Regions from separate parts of the Sus scrofa genome. Here region 1 is linked to region 2. Evidence: chromatin contacts called from public Hi-C data. All regions are on one chromosome and are shown on one strand. The core of a region is the stretch at or near the end of the contact, and the rest is flanking DNA. Distances in the headings are between cores, read along the strand shown. Region 1 holds the start of DFFB (DNA fragmentation factor subunit beta). Region 2 holds the start of WRAP73 (WD repeat containing, antisense to TP73).

Region 1 (5,441 bases), core at 1,148-3,647, 140 kb after region 2:
CAGGATGTCACAGGATGGCAGAGGAAAATCAAACTAACCCCGAAAGTAATGAGTCGCAGCCGCAAAAACTGGACAAGTGTGATTTACTCTGCGGTGCGCTGCAGGGCTGGCCTGTGTTCCAGCTCCCACGCCGGAGACAAAAAGTCTTGCCCAGCCTGCGGCTTTCCCACGTGCTGGGGCTGTGCTGGGGCTCTCCACCTGGACTGGCTTTCCCCGTGGCCACAGTACTTCCCCTACCCCACCTACCTCTGCACCTCCCCCTGCCCTTTCTGCAGTGGAGTCTCACTCGTCTTGACTCTGGAAGGGGCTGAATACACCCCCTCTCCTGGAGCCCAGTCCACGGCCAGGTCCCCCCACCCCCGCCGGGAGCTCTGCCCCTGCCCAATGAACCCTCCTCAAGCTCAATCTGCTGTTCTAACTGGCTCTCTGTCACGGATTCTATTACTTTATTTTATTTATTTATTTTTTATTTTTAGGGCTGCACCCTCAGCAAATGGAAGCTCCCAAGCTAGGGGTCCAAATGGAGCTGCAGCTGCTGGCCTGAGCCACAGCCACAGCAACATGGCATCTGAGCGGCATCTGTGACCTATCCCACAGCTCATGGCAACGCTGGATCCTTAACCCACTGAGCGGGGCCGGGGATCAAACCCGAATCATCGTGGATCTTAGTCAGGTTCCCTACCGCTGAACCAGGACAGCAACTCCTGTCATGGAGTCTAAGGCCCAGGCAAATGTGGCACCACTCAGAGTTCGATCCCTGTGCTGGGAACGCCCCATGTCCTTCGGTCGCCTTCAAGAGCAGGGCCTGCTACCTTCTCTCCTACCTTGAACACAGAGCTGCGTCTCTATTAAACGTCTTCTAGTGAATGTCACGCACCTTGAACTCCACAGATCCCAAATACTACGCATCTTGCCCCACGTGTCTACACACCCGCTGCCTTAGGTGGTACTTTAGCAGGCAGATGGGCACCTATTTAAACTTTCATGACAACTCTGAGACTCCAACTGCAGAGAAGGGGAAACTGAGGCACAGACGCCTGCCCTGGGTCATCCAGCTCTGCAGCCAAGCAGGCAGGGTTTGTCCTAGAGCTGGTCAGATTCCAGGGTTTCTGGTCTGGTCAGGTTCCAGTACTCCCTGCTATGGCGCTATGACTTAGAAACGGGACTCTACATCTGAATAAAAAACGTGTCCACTATGGTATGTTGTGACCATAAATCCAAAACACGGTAGTGGCATTTAGGAACCAGGCTGGAGAAATGCCCGGGAATCGCAGAGGCTATGGTGTTACCTTCGTTTGGGGATTTAAAAAGGATTCCTTTCTGGCCTCGTCCTTCCACCATATACCGAGGTGCCTGCTGTGTAAACCTTCCAGGGTTACATAAGATAGGCGGGGTGCCACTAAAGGTCCCTACTGTTAGGCTTTGTAACATTTTGGGGAGAAGCAAAGCTCTGTTGAATGCGGGACTGCAGCCGCTCTGCTGCACAGCGGTCCTCATTCCAGATGCACCCGGGTTGCATCACCCGCGAGCGGCCGTCACTCTCCACGGCGCCTTCCTCTAGCCAGGAGGTGACGGGGCGGCTCCTTCTACGAAGCCTGCTTTTCAATGCGCATCAGGGGTACTGCGACTCCACATTAAATCGAAACAATGTGGAAACTCCTGGACCCCTTGCTCAAGACCAGGAGACAAAAATTGTATCCCCTTTCCTTAAAATGATTCTCGGTCAAGCAACTTCAAGGCTCCGCCGTACCCCGGAGCGGCCCCGAAACGTTAGAGGTTAAAGCGCCGGCTCGTCCCGCACCTCGCCGGCACAGAGTTGGTGTTGGGGTCGCCGTCCCGCACGGAGATCGCTCAACTCATCGTCGCCAAACTCGGGAACCGAGCGGGGGCGCCGCGGGCCGCCCGGGGCGCTGACGCAGCGCGCGGGCCGCGCCCACAGAGGCCCCGTCGCCCCCGGGCCCGGCCGCGCCACCGCCTGCACCTCCTCCCAGGACCCGCCGCCCATGGCCCGCCCGTCCGCCCCGACCCGCTCCGCTTACCTGTCAGGATGTCCGCACGACTCCAGGCTCTTCGCCGCTCCCGGTAGCGCCGCGTCCTCGACGGGGCTCAGGCGGCCCCTCCTCCGCCGCCCCCGGCCGGCCCGCACCCCGGAGCCGCAGCGGCGGTGGCGGCAGAAGAGCAACCCCGGAAGCCAGCGCCCAGTGCCCGGGCTGCGGCCGCCGCTCTCATGACAACCAGGCTGGCCCAGCCCGGCCTCCGCGCGTGCGCGACCCCGCCCTGCCGCGCCTGCGCACAAGGGAGGCGTAGCCCAACGCTCTCCCGGGCCTTCTGGGTAATGAAGTTTCCCGGGGGCCGCGCCTGCGCACAAGACGAGGTCTCCCCTTCGCTTCCCGGGCCTTCTGGACAATGAAGGTTCCCGGGGGCTGCGCATGCGTACAAGGCGGGATCAGCCGCCACATCCTCCGACCTTCTGGGTAATGTAGTTTCTGGAGGGAGGCGCTCAGCCTTGATTTCCCCAGTCGTGGAGCCCACCTGAGCGGACCCCAGGCTGGGCCAGCCAAGCAGGTGCTGTCCGCGGGGCCAGAGGCTCTGAGGATGTCTGCGGTGTCCCGGAAACCCAAGACGTTCAAGCTGCGGGCCCTGCACAGCCAGAAGAAGTTTGGGGTGGCAGGCAGGAGCTGCGAGGAAGTGCTGCGGAAGGGGTGCCTCCACTTACAGGTTTCTCGGGGGTGGGGGCTGGTGGGCTGCGGGGAGGACTTGGCTTGCACGCACCTCGGGAGGCGGGGAGCTGGGGTGCAGGGGGGCCTCTGCTTGGAGGCCCTCCTGGTTGAGTCGGGTGGCTGAGCGAGCCTGCTCGGAGCGCTCCTGGTGAGATGGGACAATGCCGACTTCTCCTGCACCGTCAGGCATGCCAGAGCCCAGGCTGCGGCGAGCCAGTGTATTCCCGAGTCCTGACAGTCGTTGGGAAGGGGACACTGTCCACATTCCACCGGCGAAGAAGCTGAGCCTGACCGCGGCCCATGGCCACGTGCCCAACCCGGTGCTTCTTACGCAGGGCTGTGGTGGAGTCCACCGACCGCCGTGGGAATCAGGCGCTAGCACCCTCATTTCACAGATGAGGAAACTGGCACCCAGCGGCTAAGCAACCGGCCTTATTCACTGAGGAACGGCTGGCATTTAATCCCAAGACTAGCTGCACCCAGAGCCTCTTAGCCCAGCTTCTGTGGGGGCGGGGGCTGCAGACAGGCGGAACTGGGGTCCTTTCAGGCTTCCGGCCGTCCTGCTGCTGCATCTCAGCGGAGGCCTGAGTGAGGTCTCTGTCCCAGCGCTCAGGTGCCCACCCACTTGGGAGAAATTTGGGGAGAATAAGAAGTGCTGCTTTCCTACCTCAGAACCAGGGAGTGGGGCAGACGTCTGGGCCCCGGAACCCCCATTTCCTGTGCTGTGGAGAAGGCCCCCCACTTCCTCCTCTGGCTCTGAAGCCAGTCAGAGCAGGGGGACTTGGTGGAGGGACCTGGGACACCTTCCCGCGTCTGACCGTGAGGCTTGCGGCAGCTCTGGCCTGAGATGCAGGGACCGGTCCCAGTCCTCGTGCACTAACTTTCTCTGGGGCACAGCCCCTTGGCCTCTCCCTCCCTCAGTTTCCCCTGGTGTGAAATGAAGGGTTTAGGCTCAGGGGCCTTTAAAGTCCCTTTGGGGAGTTCCTCTTGTAGCTCAGTGGGTTAAGGACCTGACGTTTTCTCTATGCAGATGTGGGTTCAATCCCTGGCCTCGCTCAGTGGGTTAAGGATTTGGCGTTGCTGTAAGCTGCAGCGTATGCTGCAGACATGGCTTGGATCCAGGGTTGCTGTGGCTGTGGGATAGGCTGAGGCTGCAGTTCCCTTGGACCCCTAGCCTGGGAACTTATATATGTCGCAACTGTGGATGTAAAAAGGAAAAAAAAAAAAAAAAAAAAAGCCCTTTGGCACTAATGTGCCATTGTTCTTACCCTTATTGTATTAATTTCCTCAGCTGGGTTTAGACCAGCACTGTGGTTGTGCGAGTGTGTCTGTGTGAGGTGGAGAGAGAGGGGAGGGGTTGCTATAAAAATTCATAAAACTGATGGGTCCTCAGCCTCAGCAAATTCACAGTCCCATGTGCTGGTCATCCTCCCGGAGACAAGCAGGGAGTCATCTTCAGTATGATGTTCACCTTAATTAATCATTACCCCTCCACGCCCCTGGGAGAAACGCCAGCAGTAGGTGCGGGTCCTGACACCTGCCACAGATGTGCCTCAATGACGGGGATGTGTTTACAGGCTTAGAGGAAGCAGTCAGGTGTCATTTTTGGAAAGAACCTTGGATGGAGGGTCTTTGAAAGGGTCGAAGTTGTGAATCCCATAAAGCAGTCACCACCGTGACTGTATTTTCCTGACTCTCCATGTCTTAGAACGACCTACAAGAGGAGCCCTTGTTTTGTTTTGACATGCTCTGTTTGTGCAGACTGCATCTCGAGCATGCCTTTTTCTTTTTCCTTTTTGCAGCTGCACCTGCGGCGCATGGAAGTTCCCGGGCTAGGGGTCTAATAGGAGCTGCAGCTGCCAGCCATAGCCACAGCAATGTGTGATCGAGGCCAGGGATGGAACCTGCATCCTTATGGACAGTATGTTGGATTCTTAACCCACTGAGCTGCAGTGGGACCTCCTTGAGTGATTCTTGAAAACGGAGTTCCTTCTTGTTCTCTGGGGTGGGGGGGCCTGCAGATGGGAGGGCTGCGGGCTGCCACCCCAAGAGTGGCAAATAAGCTTCCTGCTCTTGCCCTTCTCCTCAGCTCCCTGTGCCCGGCTCCCGCCTGTGCCTCTATGAGGACGGCACGGAGGTGACTGAAGATTACTTCTGGAGTATCCCCGATGACTCGGAGCTAGTGCTTCTCACCACGGGCCAGACCTGGCAGGGCTGTAAGAGCTGGGGACCTTGGAGGTGGGCGGGGAGGCTGGTGTGTCTTTGGAGGTGCAGAGGGCCTGCCTGGGACTGCAGGGACCCACTCGTCCAGTTGGTTGTCCTGTGTGTCTTTTTTCCTTTGAGAACAGTTCCTTTAGGGGAGTTCCCATTGTGGCGCGGTGGAAACAAATCCGACTGGTATCCATGGGGATGCGTGTTTGATCCCTGGCCTCGCTCAGTGGGTTAAGGATCTGGTGTTGCCATGAGCTGTGGTTTACGTCACAGACGTGGCTCAGATCCTGCGTTGCTGTGGCTGTGGTGTAGGCTGGCAGCTGCAGCTATGATTGGACCCCTAGCCTGGGAACCTCCATATGCCGAGAGTGTGGCCCTAAAAAAAAAAGCAAAAGCAAAACAAGACAAATAAAACCCCACTTCCTATGGGAGTTCTTGCTGTGGTGCAATGGGATTGGAGGTGTCTCTGCAGCGCCGGGACGCAGGTTTGATCCCCAGCTGGGCACAGTG
Region 2 (4,999 bases), core at 241-2,740:
CATTAACCACTGCGCCACGACGGGAACTCCTAAAAAAAATTTTTAAGTGGCAACAAGGCCCAACTTTTTTCCGCACTGGGTAGAGCTTTGAAGAGCATGGTCCTGATCACATGACCCCTTAGCGCTCATAAGAGTTTAATTGGAGGATAAAAACCAAAAAAAGCACCAAAGTTAAATGAGAAAAATATAAAATTCCTTTTTATAGTTGACCTGGATTTTTGCAAATGACCTTTAAAAAACTAATTCATAGGAGTACTTTGAAAAACACACCAAGGTTTTGGAGTGCCACTTAAGCTAGAGATATTTTGTATTTTGGAACTGAATGCCATGTCCTATGATTTAGAATAGAACCTCCATAAGGAAGGCAAATATGAGGAGTTCCCATTGTGGCTCAGTGATAATGAACCTGACTAGTTCCATGAGGACATGGGTTCGATCCCTGGCCTCACTCGGTGGGTTAAGGATCCGGTGTGGGTTACGGCTTGGCTAGCATCTGGCATTATTGTGCTGTAGGCCAGCAGCTGCAGCTCTGCTTTGACCCCTGGCCCAGGAACTTCCATATCCTGTGGGTGCAGCCCCCCAAAACCAAACAAACAAAAAGGCAAATATGTCACTTGAGAATTACATCCTCAAAGGCCCAGATAAAAGGAATGCAAATAATGCTCAAATTGAAGAAAAGTCATGGGGCCATATGTTAACAGTTAATGAAACTAAGTACACTTTTTATGAAGCATCACTGATGTCTTCATGTCTTTCCAGTACTAACTATCTCCCACCCACCACACCTCCCCCCTCCCCAGGACTCTGAAGCTATACACTGGTCATACCGGTATTTTCAAAACTTAAATTTCATGTACAAGATAGCTCAGCGATGTTAGAACCACCTGCCACCCAGGGAACGAGCAGCTCAAGTCCCAGGAGTGGAGAAAATTCTCTTTATCTGAGCACAGAATGCGAGTCACCCGAATCATTCATCTGGTGTGCGGTGGAGACTGGTGAAATGGGCTGGAAAAGGTGCCAACAATGAGTTGCACCGCTGCACCAGGTTACAGCCAACAGGGCTGGCTTCTATGACAGACTAACAACAAGGGGCTGATAGCTCCTGTGCCCTCAAATGTGTCAAGACAGTATTGTTCTTACCTGCCTTTAACAGATGGAAACCCACGTGCAGGGACGCTGGCAGCTCGCCGGGTCGCCTGCTCAGGTCCTGTCTGCAACACCTGCCCGGGGCCACTGCCTGGGACCCCTGCCCAAGTGAGCAGCAAACCCCCGAGTTCCCTCCATCCAGGCCCCGCGGCGGCCTCGCTCCCGGTGTAGACACACGCCTCCCCGCGGAGAGCCCGCCCTCGGCCCAAGCCCCGCAGCCTCTCACCAGGTACTTGCCGTCGGGGGAGAACTTGCAGAGCAGGTTGGAGAGCTTGAACACCTCCGAGAAGTTCATGGCAGCCGCTGGATCCCGGGCCCGCGGAGCCCCGCCGCAACCGCCCCTTCGAGACCGGAAGTGATGGAAAAGCGGGAAACGCACAGTAGCCAATCAGAAATCAGGGATGACGCGCAGCATTGTGGGGCTTGTAGTTCTCCGCCCCACCCCCGGCACGCCACCACGCTTTAAAGGCGCCGTAGCGGTGCGTCCCACCCGGGATTGCCGCTGGTGCTCCAACATGGGAAGCCTTGAGACCTTCTCCAGCTATGGTTGCCAGATAAAAGGCAGGAAGTGCACCGAAACTGAATTTCAGATAAGCAACGAATAGTTTTCTAGGTTAAAGATGTTCCCAGGAGTTCCCGTCGTGGCGCAGTGGTTAACGAATCTGACTAGGAACCATGAGGTTGCGGGTATGATCCCCGGACTCGCTCAGTGGGTTAAGGATCCGGCGTTGCCGTGAGCTGTGGCGTAGGTCGCAGACGCGGCTGGGATCCCACGTTGCAGTGGCTCTGGCGTAGGCCGGCGGCTACAGCTCCGATTAGACCCCTAGCCTGGGAACTTCCATATGCCGCGGGTGCAGCCCTAGAAAAGAAAAAAAAAAAAAAAAAAAAGACAAAAAAAAAAAATATATATATATATGTTCCCAAAGACTACGTGGCTCATACTTACACTAAAGAATTATCCCCTTATCTGAAATTCAAATGAACTGACATCCTGTGTGTCTGTGTGTTTATATTTATGCATTCATAGTTAATGTAAAGACATATACATAAATTCACACATAAACATGCACTTGTCATTTTTATATAATATGTAACAGTCCAAACACACATATTATATTTTATACATAAAGTATAAGTATTCGTTTTTGTTTGTCTTTTGGCTACATCCCGCAACCATGCCTGCAGCAAGGCCCTCACTTCATGCTCAGGATCCGGGAGAGAACGAAATCGACACTCTGCCGGGAGTGCACCGGGGTTGCATGCACCCACCTGTCTATCGCAAGCCCGCACCTGCGCCCAGACCCGCAAGTGACAGAAGGCCACCAGGGCTCGGCCCTGGGCTCAGCCGCACCCGCCCAAGTCGCAGGCCGGAGCGCGCACCTGCGTCGCACTGGCTCTGCTGATCTCGCTCGCTGCCCCGCTTCTGTCTTGTCCTCTAGTCCACTTCACCCAACAGAGGCCTCCCCCATGCCCCCGCCAGGCGGTGCCCTGCCGCCAGGATTCCCGGGGCTGCACACAGGATCAGATCGCGCAGACCCTGACACCGGCCCCTGACCCTGCGTTCTAAGAACTGAGACCCGGCCTGGGTCCTCTTCGCACCTCTGCACACCCAGCTGGGCCTGCGCCCTTTGGTGGCCCCCCCAACTTCACAGAACGAACGAGTAGGGGATGCGTGCAGGCGCCCTGCTCCGCGGTGCGGCCAGATCAACTCCCTCCCGTGCGTCATTTGTCTTTGGGTCCCCACCGCACCCCGCACCTCAAAGACAGTAGGTGAGCAGTAAAGACGTGTGGAAGTCAGCCACACTCGCCAGGTGAGTTGTGGAACACACGTGGCCAGAGAACCTGGACTGAACCAGCCCGGGCTGCTAGGTTTCACCGGCGACACTGAAGCGAGGGTCCCCCTGGCCTGGAGGCATCGGTTCGGAGGCAGATAACGGTTCCCACGAGCACCAGAAGGAAGTGCATAGCGGGTGCCCGCCGCCCAGAGTCGTCCAGACCTCGTCCAGCGTGTGGGGTTCTCCAGCGGAGGCCTTAGAGGAAGTGGGAGCCCTGGAAGGGAAGCCCGCGTCTGCCCTGCAGGGGACCTGGCCCATGAAGCCACAGGTGGGGGGGGCGGGGGGGTGCCGAGGGAGGCCTGGCTTGCGACAGGTCTCTGTGCGCATGACTCACAGGTCGCCTTGGACACCCGCGCGTACCTGCCCTACGCGGAAATGATTCCGGCCGGGCGGGGCCAGGAGGCGTTGTCCCTGGGAGGGAGCTTGGTGCGGGCGCGACCCTGGAGCGTTTGCGTCCCAAGTGACTCCCCGGACGCGCAGGGGCACAGGCGATGCGTGCCCTTCTGAGCCGAGGAACCCGGCTGGTACCCAGAAGCAAGCGGCTCCACTTTACCCTGGGTTACGGGGCCGCGACCTCCACGCCTGTCCCCTGTAGGCCACAGCCAGTGCAGACACTCCGCGGACCTGGATGGCGGCGCCCCTAAGATGCGCGGCCCTTCTTCTGGGCCTCGGATCCCAAGCGCCCGGCGCGGAGGGTCCGGCGCCGATGGGGGCGGAGGAGCGAGACCCGGAAGATGCGCTGTGGCAGAGAGAGGAAGGAGTGGGCACGCGGACGCCGCATCTCTGCTCCCGATCCCGGCTCCCGCGCGCCCTTGCTCGTACCCCTAAGCCGGCCGAGGGGCCGTGGACACAGCAGTAGGGCTCCGGCGTCCGGTCGGCGCCCAGTCCCAGGCAGGCGGCCGCGCCCGGGGGCCCGGGGGCGAAGCGCGCCAAAAGGCGGCGGGAAGGAGGCGGGGCGGAGCGCGCCCCGGGACCCTGACTCGCACGCGGCCAGCTGGGGGGGCGGAGCCCTGAGCCGCAACCTTGGCCCCGGCAGAGCCCAGCCGGTCCCGCCGCCCCGCGCTCCTCCCGCCAAGGCTCAGCGGCCCGCGCTGCCTTCCCGCCGGCCCGCCGCGGAAGGCGCTAACGCCCGCGGCCACCCCTCCCCGCGGCGCCTCCCCTCCCGCGCCCATATAACCCGCGCCCGCCCTGCTTCCCCACCCGCCGCCGCCCAGCCGCACTCGCTTCACGGCCCGCGCCCGCCGTGCACCCACGAAGGGGTTCCGCGGTGAAGCGCCGGGGCCAGGATTCCCGGAGCTCAGGCGGCACCAGGTAAGCAGCGCGGGGACCTGGAGCGAGGGGACCTGGGCGCGGCGGGGCTCTGCTTGTGGGCCTGAGCCCAGGGCGGCCGGCACGGCGCTTTGCGGCGCCGAAGCTGGTAGTCGACGAGATCATGCACGAACTCGAGGGAGCGGGCCTTAGGGTCTTCCCGGAGTCCGACCAGCTCCTGGGACGCGGCTGGAGGTGGGGGCGGGGGGCCGGCCGGCCGAGTCCAGCCCGGGGGAGGATGCGCTCCTGCCGGCAGTGTGGTGGCCTTTGGGACCCGGAGCAGCCTCGCTGGGATTCCCGCGTCCACCCCGGCTTCCAGGGGAGGTTGAGAATGGAACTCCGGGTCGGGGGAGCAGGTGCAGGTGGAGGTCGGGAGAGGCGCCTGTCGCGGACAAAGCTCCTCCCCGCCGGCTCCACGCTGCACCCACGAGGCTGCACGAATCTGCTGGCGACGGCTGCCCCACCCCCAGGGCTGAGTGGGGCCCTGGTTCCCCTGGACCAGGACGACTGGGCATGACCCCTCGGCTCGCCCCAGGGAGTGGGTTGCTAAGGAGTCTCTTTCCAGAGGGGCATCTCTCAGTGGCCCTGTGTTGGCTGGGGTGCCCGCTGGCCTCCTGAGCGTTTCCTCTGGGAAAAGGAGGGGTCAGAATCCGGCCCCTGGCCAGAGGCAACTTCTCTCTCCTGCCCCTCCTTGCCCTGCAGTCACCGTC

The links. A called contact is a pair of places that touch in the nucleus more often than the background predicts.
Region 1: a Hi-C map of liver shows a contact between it and region 2, with 6 times the contacts expected there. The contact joins the promoter of DFFB here to the promoter of WRAP73 in region 2. A contact is called at or near these places in 1 of 5 promoter capture datasets (liver) and 2 of 47 Hi-C or Micro-C datasets (both in liver).

The regions. Positions count from the first base shown.
Region 1 is chr6:65,308,471-65,313,911 of Sscrofa11.1, forward strand. DFFB (DNA fragmentation factor subunit beta) reads left to right here and starts at 2,398. Exons shown (of 7, transcript XM_021095232.1): 1 at 2,398-2,718; 2 at 4,810-4,936. The coding sequence starts at 2,596. It overlaps CEP104 (centrosomal protein of 104 kDa), which reads right to left and starts at 2,265. Exons shown (of 21, transcript XM_021095225.1): 1 at 2,040-2,265.
Region 2 is chr6:65,165,571-65,170,569 of Sscrofa11.1, forward strand. It overlaps WRAP73 (WD repeat containing, antisense to TP73), which reads right to left and starts at 1,491. Exons shown (of 12, transcript NM_001244721.1): 1 at 1,373-1,491. The coding sequence starts at 1,441. TP73 (tumor protein p73) reads left to right here and starts at 4,200. Exons shown (of 14, transcript XM_021095218.1): 1 at 4,200-4,292.